Regions from separate parts of the Pan troglodytes genome. Here region 2 is linked to region 1. A link is a contact called in public Hi-C data. All regions are on one chromosome and are shown on one strand. The core of a region is the stretch at or near the end of the contact, and the rest is flanking DNA. Distances in the headings are between cores, read along the strand shown.

The links. Hi-C and Micro-C count contacts between places; a contact is called where the count stands out from the background.
Region 2: a contact with region 1 is called in a Hi-C map of stem cell-derived neural progenitor cells, with 2.4 times the contacts expected there. The contact joins the enhancer-like site here to the promoter of TMC7 in region 1. A contact is called at or near these places in 1 of 7 Hi-C or Micro-C datasets (stem cell-derived neural progenitor cells) and 1 of 1 datasets of contacts at active chromatin or transcription factors (stem cell-derived excitatory neurons).

Annotation. Positions count from the first base shown.
Region 1 is chr18:21,609,306-21,614,929 of NHGRI_mPanTro3-v2.0_pri, forward strand. It overlaps TMC7 (transmembrane channel like 7), which reads left to right and starts at 3,088. Exons shown (of 16, transcript XM_510854.8): 1 at 3,088-3,284. The coding sequence starts at 3,218.
Region 2 is chr18:21,711,519-21,717,142 of NHGRI_mPanTro3-v2.0_pri, forward strand. No RefSeq gene overlaps it. Among named protein-coding and RNA genes, the nearest start is that of COQ7, 20 kb to the left of the region's middle. Within about 2 kb of position 2,218, at least 9 of the 24 cell types and tissues checked have an H3K27ac peak or open chromatin away from gene starts, as enhancers often do. A contact at or near this core is called in stem cell-derived neural progenitor cells, where this site is marked.

The DNA of each region.
Region 1 (5,624 bases), core at 1,838-4,337:
TTTCACTTAATAATATACCTTCTATAAATATAATTTTTGATACATCTCCATGTAGAGCTATGTAATTGCTGGACGGATGTGTCAAAATTTATTTAACCCCTCTCCGATCAATAGAAATTTAGGCTGCCCCTAGGCAGTTGTTGTTGCCACAGCCCTGGACCTAAGCTCTAGTCTTATATCCCCATTTTACAGATGAGAAAACAGGCTCAGAAAGTTTGTGGCACATGGTCCAGCTCACATAGGAAATAATCAGAAACCACGTTCCCATCCAGTGACCTTACCCTTAACCACAATAAAAACAGCTTTTATCAGCTGGGCATGGTGGCTCATGCCTGTCATCCCAGCACTTTGGGAGGCCAAGACGGGCGAATCACTTGAGGTTGGTGGTTTGAGACCAGCCTGGCCAACATGGCGAAACACCATCTCTACTAAAAATACAAAAATTAGCCGGCGTGGTGGCAGGTGCCTGTAATCCCAGCTACTCGGGAGGCTAAGGCAGGAGAATTGCTTGAACCTGGGAGGCAGAGGTTGCAGTGAGCCAAGATTGTGCCACTGCCGCCAGCCTGGGCAACAGAGTGAGACTCTGTCTCAAAATAAATAAATAAATAAAAAGTAGCTTTATTTTGAGCCAGGAAATTACTTACCCACACACATAATTTTCTGTTTTGGAATACTTTTAGATCTACAGAAAAACTTTGAGGATAAGATAGTGAGTTTTCACATGGCCCACGCCCAGTTTCCCCTACTATTAACATCTTATATCCAACATCTCGCAATTAATGAACCAAGAGTGATACATGACTATTAACTGAAGTCTCTACTTTATTAAGATTTCCATAGTTTTTAATGTGTTTTAACTTGTGTTCCAGGAACTGAGTAGCTCAGATTATAGGCGTGCACCACCACATTCAGATAATTTTTAAAATTTTTTGGAGAGATGGGGTCTCACTATGTTGCTCAGGCTAGTCTCCAACTCCTGGGCTCAAGCCATCCTCCTACCTCAGCCTTCTAAAGTGCGCTGGGATTATAGGCATGAGCCACTGCATCCAGCCTTTTTTTTTTTTTTTTTTTGAGACGGAGTCTCACTCTGTCGCTCAGGCTGGAGTGCAGTGGCACAATCTCGGCTCACTGCAAGCTCCGCCTCCTGGGTTCAAGCAATTCTCCGCCTCAGCCTCCTGAGTAGCTGGGGTTACAGGTGCCCGCCACCACACACAGCTATTTTTTTGTATTTTTTTAGTAGAGACAGGGTTTCACCATCTTGGCCAGGCTGGTCTTGAACTCCTGACCTTGCGATCCACCTGCCTTGGCCTCCCAAAGTGCTGGGATTACAGGCATGAGCCACCACACCCAGTCTCCAGCCTCCTTTTTTTTTTTTTTTTTAAATGACCTTGACAGTTTTGAGGAATACTAATCAGGTATTCTGTAGAATGCCCCTCAGTTGAATTTGTCTGATATTTTTCTTATGACCACAGAGGTAAAGTGTCCTTCTCATCCCATCGTAGGAAGGGTGCACTCTATCCTCATGGCTTAATGTTGATGTTAACTTATTTACTTATTTACTTTTTTTTTTTGAGATAGAGTCTTACTCTGTTGCCCAGGCTGGAGTGCAGTAGTGCAATCTCGACTCACTGCAACCTCCGCCTCCTGGGTTCAAGAGATTCTCCTGCCTCAGCCTCCCTAGTAGCTGGGATTACAGGCACCCGCCACCATGCCCAGCTAATTTTTTTGTATTTTTGGTAGAGACAGGGTTTCGCCATGTTGGCCAGGCTGGTCTCGAACTCCTGACCTCAAGTGATCCACCTGCCTCGGCCTCCCAAAGTGCTGGGATTACAGGTGTGAGCGACTGAGCCTGGCTGATGTTAACTTTGATCATCTGTCTGAGACAGTGTTTGTCAGGTATTATCTAATATAAAGCCCACCCTCACCCTCTTCCACCACCACTTCCATACTGCACTCTTTTGGAAGGATGTCGCTATGGGCAACTCACACTTAAGGAGTATCTACGTAAGTATCTACGTAATCCTTGAAGTATCTATGTAAATGATTTCAAAATCTGCACAGGAGATTTCTCTCCATTTCCCCCATTTATTTATATTTAGCAATTACTTTTCTTTTTCTTTTTTTTTCTGAGATGGAGTCTCCTTCTGTCGCCCAGGCTGGAGTGCAGTGGCGTGATCTCGGCTCACTGCAACCTCTGCCTCCTGGGTTCCAGCGATTCTCCTGCCTCAGCCTCCCTGGTAGCTGGGACTACAGGCGTGCACTACCATGCCAGGCTAATTTTGTATTTTTAGTAGAGACAGGGTTTCACCGTGTTGGCCAGGCTAGTCTCGAACTCCTGACCTCAGGTGATCCTCCCGCCTCGGCCTCTCAAAGTGGTGAGATTACAGGCGTGAGCCACTGCGCCTGGCAATTTTATGTTTTTAACCTGCACACGAACAAAGGTAGAGATGAAACGAGGATATAGTGCAAAACGTAAAAGACAAACACTGCACGTGGTTTTCTCTTCACTCGGCCCTCTAGCTCCCCACCCAGGGCTACCACAGGTAGCCAGTTTTTTGCACCCTCTAGGGAGATAGCTTAGGCATTTACAAGCATGTACAAATATATTTTTTGGTTTCCTTTTTGTTCCCAAATGGTAACTTACTAGATGCACTGATTTGGAGTCTTGGGGTTTTTTGCGTGTGGACTTTTTATTTTTTAATTTTAAAGATGGGGGTCTCACTGTGTTGGCCAGGTTGGTCTCAAACTTGTGAGTTCATGCGGTCCTCCAGCCTCGGACTCCCAAAATGCGAGGATTACAGACGTGAGCCACCACTCCCATCCAGTTATTTTTGTTATTTATTTCTTTATTAGATCAGGTTTGATTTTAGAGGCAGGGGGTCCATGTGCATGTTTGTTACATGGGTGTACCGGGTCCTGGTGGAGACTGGGCTCCCAGTGCGCCCATTCTATTGTTATTTTTTAAGCTCAGTGAGACATCAGGGAGGTCGCTGCTTGTCGCCACCGCTGGATGGAGCCTTGCCGGATCTCCCGGACTCTGCAGCCCCTCTGCGGTCCCTGATGCTCGGCTCCTCGCGGGGGCGCCCCACTCCGGCTTCTGTGATGTCAGCGCCGGAACCTGGAATCCCGGCTCCGCGAGGGAAGGCCGGGGAGGCGGCGGCGGCGGCGGCGGCTGGAGAGGGTCCTCGGCAGCCTCTGAGGAGCGCGGGGCGCGGCCATGAGCGAGTCCAGCGGCCGTGCGCTCCAGCCCGGCAGGCCCAGCCGGCAGCCGGCGGTCCATCCAGGTAGGGCGGCAGGGAGCGCGCGCGGGGACGGTGCCCCTGGGGTCCGAGGGCGCACGGAGGGAGCCGGGTGCTGGAGGCTCGGCCTGGCCGCTGTTCCCTCCCACCACCGGCGCCGGGTGCTCCCGGCTCTGGGGAACAGCAGGTGGGAAGGAGATCTTCCTTATTCCTGCTCCCTCCACAAACGCGTCCCATCCAATCCAGTGGAAGCCAGCCGGGCCAAAAGGACACTAGAACTGCAGTCTGGACCGTGGTGGGTTTGTCTTCCAGCTGTTGACCGAGACAGTCTTTCAATAGCCTCATCTGCTGTTAAATGAAAGGATTTGAGCACCCCCTCCACGCCTAACATTCTGGTACGAGGTGCCTGCCTCCCGGACATTTCAGCCTTCACATACAGTTAGACCAACTTGAAACCGAATTCTGCCTTGTCTGTTTATTGCTGTGGGACCTTTGGTAAGTGGCTTGCCTTCTCTGAGCCTCAGATCCTTCAGCAGTAAAATGGGAATAGAATGGGGCGGGGATTAGCTGAGAATCGTGTGATGTGTCTAGCACAGTGCCTGGCATTGTGGCTAGACAGTCACAATAAATGGTAGCCAGCCAAGTATTATAATCTTTTGTATTGGGTAGAATTACAGTAAAGTATGCAGCTCCATGAATTTCTACAGAAATATGTACAACCGCTGCCCAGTCAGGATAAAAAAGTTGCCAGCACTCAGGCAGAGTTCCTTGTAGCATTTGGAGCTTACAAATCTTGTCCTGAACAAAACACAAGACCCTGCTGTAAAGTTTTATCCGCAATGTTTTCTCTTTTTCAATTTTAGAATAGAGATTTACTGAAACCAAGGATGTAGGGCCGGGCGTGGTGGCTCACGCCTGTAATCCCAGCACTTTGGGAGGCTGAGGCGGGTGGATCACGAGGTCAGGAGTTCAAGACCAGCCTGGCCAAGATGGTGAAACCCCATCTCTACTAAAGATACAAAAATTAGCCGGGAGTGGTGGTGGGTGCTTGTAATCCCAGCTACTTGGGAGGCTGAGGCAGAGAATAGCTTGAACCTGGGAGGCGGAGGTTGCAGTGAGCCGAGATTGCGCCACTGCACTCCAGCCTGGGCGACAGACCAAGATTGTCTCAAAAAAGAAACCAAGGATATAGAATAAAACATGAGTGTAGATTTGGGCATTGAGGCCTTCAAATTGGATTGTTCCCAATGTCCAGAAGAAAAAAAAATTTAGAAGAGACCCAAATCAGAAAACAAAAGTTGGGGTGGATTCAATGCGACTTATTTTCTAGCTCAATATTAATACTGCTTATGTCAGCTGAATTTCAGCCTTTCAATAACAGCTAGTCAAGTATTTTTTTAGTTGGTTCCTATTGATAGTCATCTTATTTTAGTGGAATCCATTATATTGAAGATGTCAAGTTCCTCATTTCCCATACAAAGAATGTGAGATTCATCTTTCTTGAATCTTTGCTAAGTGTTTGAGGGGACTTTTGGCATCTTTTCAGGAGGACTATAATTGGGCCCTCTAACTAAAAAGTCTTCTATGCCTCTTAGATAGATGAGTTTTTTTTTTTTTTGATCTTGTACCCACCAACATTGGTGGGAGGCTCAGAAGGGACTGTGTATGTAACTTTGTAGCACTTTCTAAACAGTGACCTGTTGTATGGGCATTATGGGACAGTCCGTGGGGTGGGGCGGGGGATGGGGGAGGCAACAAATGAGGTCTGGTTTAAAGAATGAGAAGTGTGACCAGGCATGGTGACTCATGCCTGTAATCCAGCACTTTGGGATGCTGAGGCAGGAGGATCACTTGAGCCCAGGAGTTTGAGGTTACAGTAAGCTATGATTGTGACACTGGGCTCCAGCCTGGGTGACAGAACTAGACCCTGTCTCTAAAAAAAGAAGAAGAGGTGTGTATCCTTCTAAATGATAAAACAGATCACTCCCCTGCTTACATTAAACTTTCCGGTGGCTGGCCAGGCACGGTGGCTCATGCCTGTAATCCCAGCACTTTGGGAGGCCGTGGTGGGCAGATCACGAGGTCAGGAAATCAAAACCATCCTGGCTAACGTGGTGATATCCTGTCTCTACTAAAAACACAAAAAATTAGCCAGGTGTGGTGGCATGCACCTGTAGTCCCAGCTACTCGGGAGGCTGAGGCAGGAGAATCGCTTGAACCCGGGAGATGGAGGTTGCAGTGAGCCGAGATTGCGCCACTGCACTCCAGCCTGGGTGACAGAGACTCTGTCTCAAAAAAAAAAAAAAAAAAAAATTAGATGGGTGTGGTGGCATGTGCCTGTAATCCCAGCTACTGGGGAGCCTGAGGCAGGAGAATCGCTTGAAC
Region 2 (5,624 bases), core at 968-3,467, 100 kb after region 1:
GTTTGCTTGAGGCCAGGAGTTCAAGACCAGCATGGGCGATATAACAAAACCCTGTCTCTACAAAAAATAAAAATAAAAATAAAAAATTAGCTGGGCATGGTGGCAGGTATCTGCAGTCTTAGCTACTTGGGAGGCTGAGGGAGGAAGATCACTCGAGCCCGGGAGTTAGAGGCTGCACTAAGCTATGATCATATCACTGCACTCTAGCCGGGATGACAGAGCCAGATTCTGTTTTAAAAAAAAAGACACTGCAGCTTCCATCTTTCCCCCTGGGATTACTTACTCTTGGGGAAGCTAGCTGTCATGTCATGAGGATACTCAAGTACTTAATCTGTGGAGACGCTCACATGGCCAAGAACTGAGGCCTCCTGCCAATAGCCATGGGAGTAAACCATCTTGCAAGTGAATCCTTTGGCTCCAATTCAGCCTTCAGATGACTGCAGCCCCCAACATGTTGACTCCAACCTCATGAGCGGCCCCAAGCCAGAATCAACCAGCTAAGTCACTCCTGAATCACTCAGGAGTGATTAGATAGACCCTCAGCAACTATTTTAGATGATAAATGTTGTTTCCAGCTGCTGAGTGTTGGGGTCATTTGTTATGCAGCAATAGGTAACCAATACACCAGCTCCAGGTGATGTCGAAGCACATTAAAAGTGTGAGGCGCACTGAGCCAGACCATAAACTCCTGCAAGGCAGACACCAATTTGGTCGTTTCCATGTCTTCAAGGCTTAGCGGAGTACCTGACATGCAGTACATTTTTGTTGGACTAAAGACAAGGTTAAATTGCCCTGTTTTTAAAACATTAAAGCTTTTTTTGTAATAAAAATGCATGTATGCACATAGGAAAATATTCCAACAGTGCTAAAGGGTATTTACAGTGACAAGTAAATCTCCCTGTAGACTGTTGATTAACAGTAAATTGGTAAATCTCTGTTACCAATTTCCTTCGAGATAAGCTAGTAGCAACCTACCACTAAGTGCCTTTTTCTCTTTTTTTCCACCTCCAAAAGTAATACTTGCCTCAAAATCAAATATAAACTGCATATAAGTAGAAAAAGGAAAGAGAAAAATAGGCTCTTCTTCCAAATGTTCCCTAGAAGCAACTACTATTAATAATTCAATGTGTATCTTTCTGGATGGTTTTTAGAAATCTTTTATCCACATACATGTTTGAGTTTGTATTGTTCCCCAAATGGAATAATATTATGCATTGGATCTGCAATCTGTGCATTTCACTCGGTGACCCACACTGGCCATCTTCCCAAGTCAGTTCATAGAGCTCCATCTCGTTCCTTTAATTGGCTGCCATACTCTTCTATGAACCACTGCTGACCCGACCCAGCTCCTACCACAGCCCAGGCCTGTGGTTGAACCTCCTTGGCCTGGTTCCAGAGGCTGTAAACTTAACCACTAAGCCATTCTTCCTCCGCTTATCTTCTCTTTTTGCCTCTTGGTGGACATCTGGGTTGCCTTTTTTTTTTTTTTTTTTTTTTTTTTTTCCTGAGACAGGGTCTCCTATCGTCCAGGCTGGAGGGCAGTGGGGTGATCATAGCTCACTGCAGCCTCAAATTCCCAGGCTCAAGCGATCTTCCTGCCTCAGCTTCCCAGGTAGTTGGGATTATGGGCGTGAGCCACACCACGCCCGGCCTGGGTTACTTCTAACACAGGCTTTTGGGGGCCCCCTAACGCTTAGAAGGACCATCTTTCAGAAGGAGGGACCCCAGGGAAGGAAGGACGAGCTGAAGGTTTTAACCCTTGGGAAGATCCCATACCTCTGATAATTTGATAAAAACACCAGACCCTCATTAAGGTCCTCCTTAAGATCCCTTGATCCAGGTGATTTGAGGCCAAGAAAACAAACCTTTCCCAACTCAGGGAAACCAAAGACACCTTTCAAAGTGGAGATTCAGCCTCAACACCGCTCATGTCTGGCTTCTGCGGGTTCCGAGAAATATCCCGGAGCGCAGAGCACTTTCCCACCTCATGTGTTCAGAGCTTGAAAAGGCGCCTCTCGCCCCCAGGACGTGCGTCCTCCCACTTCTGCCTCTGAAACGGCAACCCTGAGGGGCTGAGCCCGAACACTGCAGGTTCTTTCATCCTGGATCGCGTAGAGATCGGCTCCCGGGCGCGCCAAGGGCAAAGAAGGTCTCGGGCCCACGGCGCCCGCCTGTGTCCGGCAGAGGGCGCTCGCGCCCCACGCTGCGAACCCTGCGAGGCTCTGCTGCAAGGCCGGCGGGACAACGCCCGGCAGGAGAGCCGGGTCATTGCTGCGCGTTATATATGATACATGTGATAACCTGGCCACAGTCCTCCCGTCCCGCGATCTCGACTTTGTTGAACGGGAACTGATGTCACGTGTGTGCACGGCCAGAGGCGGAGGGCTCGGCTGGCTGCTCCAGTCTGCGCCGTCCATGCGTCTCGGGTGTCCTATCCCGGAGGATACATTTTTCTTTTTCAGAAAAGGGAAACAGGAAAACAGGGGGACGATTAGTCTCTATCTAGGGGAGCCACGTGGAAAAACCAGCTTCAGGTATCAGACAACATCCAAGGGGCTGCACTGATTTTTTTTTTTTTGTAAGAGACAGGGTCTTGCTATGTCGCCCAGGCTAACCATAGCTCACTGCAGCCTCGAACTCCTAGGTTCAAGCGATTCTCCTTCCTCAGCCACCCAAAGTGCTGGGGTTACAGGTGTGAACCACCATGCCCATCTAATTTTTTTTTTTTTTTTTTTTTTTTTGAGACGAAGTCTCGCTCTTGTCCCCTAGGCTGGAGTGCAATGGCACGATCTCGGCTCACTGCAACCTCCGCCACCCAGGTTCAAGCGATTCTCCTGCCTCAGCCTCCCGAGTACCTGGGATTACAGGTGCGTACCGCCACACCCAGCTGATTTCTTAAATTTTATTTTAAGTAGAGACGGGGTTTCACCATGTTGGCCAGGCTGGTCTCGAACTCCTGACCTCAGGTGATCCACCTGTCTCGGCCTCCCAGAGTGCTGGGATTACAGGCGTGAGCCACCACGCCCGGCGCCCATCTCATTTTTATTTTTATTTTTAATGACGAGGTCTCACTATTTTGTCCAGGCTGGTCTCGAACTCCTGGCTTTAAGCGATCCTGCCTCAGCCTCCCAAAGTGTTTCTTTCTTTCTTTCTTTTGAGAATTTCTCTTTATGATACTTTCTTCCCTCCACTTAAAAAAAATCCAATTATATTTCCAAAATTAGAATTTCCCAATGTTTAACCCTGGATTTTTAACTGGGCATGCCAGTCAGAATAAACCCTAGATTAAAAAAAAAAAAAAAAATCTATGGATGCTCCTGCTCTATCCAGTCCTACTGAAGCAGCAGCTATGGGGCTGGGCCTAAGGGATGAACATATTATAAAAACTCCCACAGGACCTCTGATGTGTAGCCCTGGTTAAGAAGCAATGGTTTAAGCCAGGTGCAGTTTCCAGCACTTTGGGAGGCCGAGGCAGGCAGATCACTAGAGCTCAGAAGTTTGAGACCAGGCTGTGCAACACAGGGAGACCCTGTCTCAATAAATTTGGCCGGGCACGGTGACTCACGCCTGTAATCCCAGCACTTTGGGAGGCCAAGGCGGGTGGATCACTTGAAGTCAGGAGTTCAAGACCAGCCTCACCAACTTGGAGAAACCCTGTCTCTACTAAAAATACAAAAATTAGCCAGGTGCGGTGGCAGGTGCCTGTAATTTCAGCTACTCAGGAGGCTGAGGCAGGAGAATCGCTTGAACCTGGGAGGTGGAGGTTGTAGTGAGCTAAGATGGTTCCACTGAACTCCAGCCTGAGTGACAGAGCGAGACTCCGTATCAATAATAATAATAATCATAATATTAATAATAATTTTTTAAAAAGAAGAAGCAATAGTTTAATTCCACAAAAGCATTCATCCTAAATCTGCTTCTGCTTGGATGTACTTTCCCCACTTTACATCCTACTTGCCTGGGCTGATTCAGGATGTCCATTCTGTCCCGCTTTTCCTGCACTATTTTCTGCTAAGATATGACCTGTTGTTCCAATTTTCTGTAACTTATTCAGTGCTGTGACAGCTGGAAACATGTTTCAGACCAAGCTGTCTTTGCCAGGTGGAAACAATGGCAAACACCCATGCTTCCCATTCTGCTGGGGCGGCAGCCTCTCTATGGTATTTTCCATGCCTAATTTCTAAGTGGCTTTACTGCAACAATTAAAAAAAAAAAAACCTGCACGGGAATGACACCTGTTGCACTTACTTGTTGATGCTCTGTGTATGTGTGTATGTTTAAATAAGACCACATGGGCATTTAAAGAATAATTATTGGAGTTATTCATTTGACCGCTTTAAGGGCACACATTATTCTAAGTGCTGAGGAATAAAAGAATTTTAGAACATGAAATTCATATTTTCCCCTTATATCACTTAAAAGCAACACAAAACATTTCACTTTTGCTTCTTTGGAGGACAGCGGCACCATCATAGCTCACTGCAACCTTGGCCTTCCAGGTTCAAGCGATTCTCCTGCCACAGCCTCCCAAGTAGCTGGTATTACAGGCGTGCACCACCATGCCTGGCTAATCTTTGTATTTTAGTAGAGATGAGGTTTCGCCATGTTGCCCAGGCTGGTCTTGAACTCCTGGCCCAAAGTGATCTGCTCGCCTCAGCCTCCCAAAGTGCTGGGATTACAGACGTGAGCCACCTTTGCTTCTAATAGGAAGTTATTAGCTCTGCTAAATCAGGGATCCAGAGGGCTCTTTCTTCAGGTATTGCTTGATCCAGGAACTGAAACCAAACATTCGACTTTTCTTTCTCTTTCTCTCATTTCACTGCTTTCCACAGTGTTGATATTAGGCTCACAGTGACTCTCTCCCCCACCTCCCCCCACCGTGGTCCTCCTCACCTATGGCAGCAAAATGGCCATAGCACTTCTATATAGGACATCCTAACACTCCTCCATCCACAAGAAAGATGACAGTCTCTTCCTCTTGCTTCTGCAGAACACAGGGAAGCTGCTAGAATCCACAACACACACCCCTTCCCCATCTCTAGCCTTACTTTTCCCCAATCAGGTTACATTCCTGACCCTCCACCAATCACTGTGGACTGGGGAGGCCTGTGGAGCTCTCATTGGCCAGGCCTGGCCACATGGCTGCTCCTGCAGCAGGTGGAGTGGGAAAAACTCCACCCAAGCCCGGTGGGCTGAGAGTTGGGTAGGGGTGGTTCCCACAGAGGAAGCCAGAGTCGTGTCCCAGAAGAGAGAACAGATGTTGGGCAGATCAAAAGGCCTGATGTCCCCTGAGCCCAGGAGGTCAAGATGTAGTCAGGACTTGAGAGTGGATATCAATTAGGCAGTGGGGTCAGGATGGCCTGGAGACAGGAAGACGGAACCCAGTGGGGGACATTTAGGTAGTGCTGGCCTTGAGGGTGGGTGAAGACCTGGGTGAGAGCTCTATGGGGACCCAGAGGCAGCATAGTGTAATGGGCTACACCACCAGTGGCGGGGATGGGAGAGGTATCCTTGCTTACCACTTACCAAGTGTTACCCAACTTCTAATGTTCTTACTTGTAAAATGAGAACACCTGGGTTGTCATGGCTGAACCTTGAAAACAATATGCTAAGTGAAGGAAGCC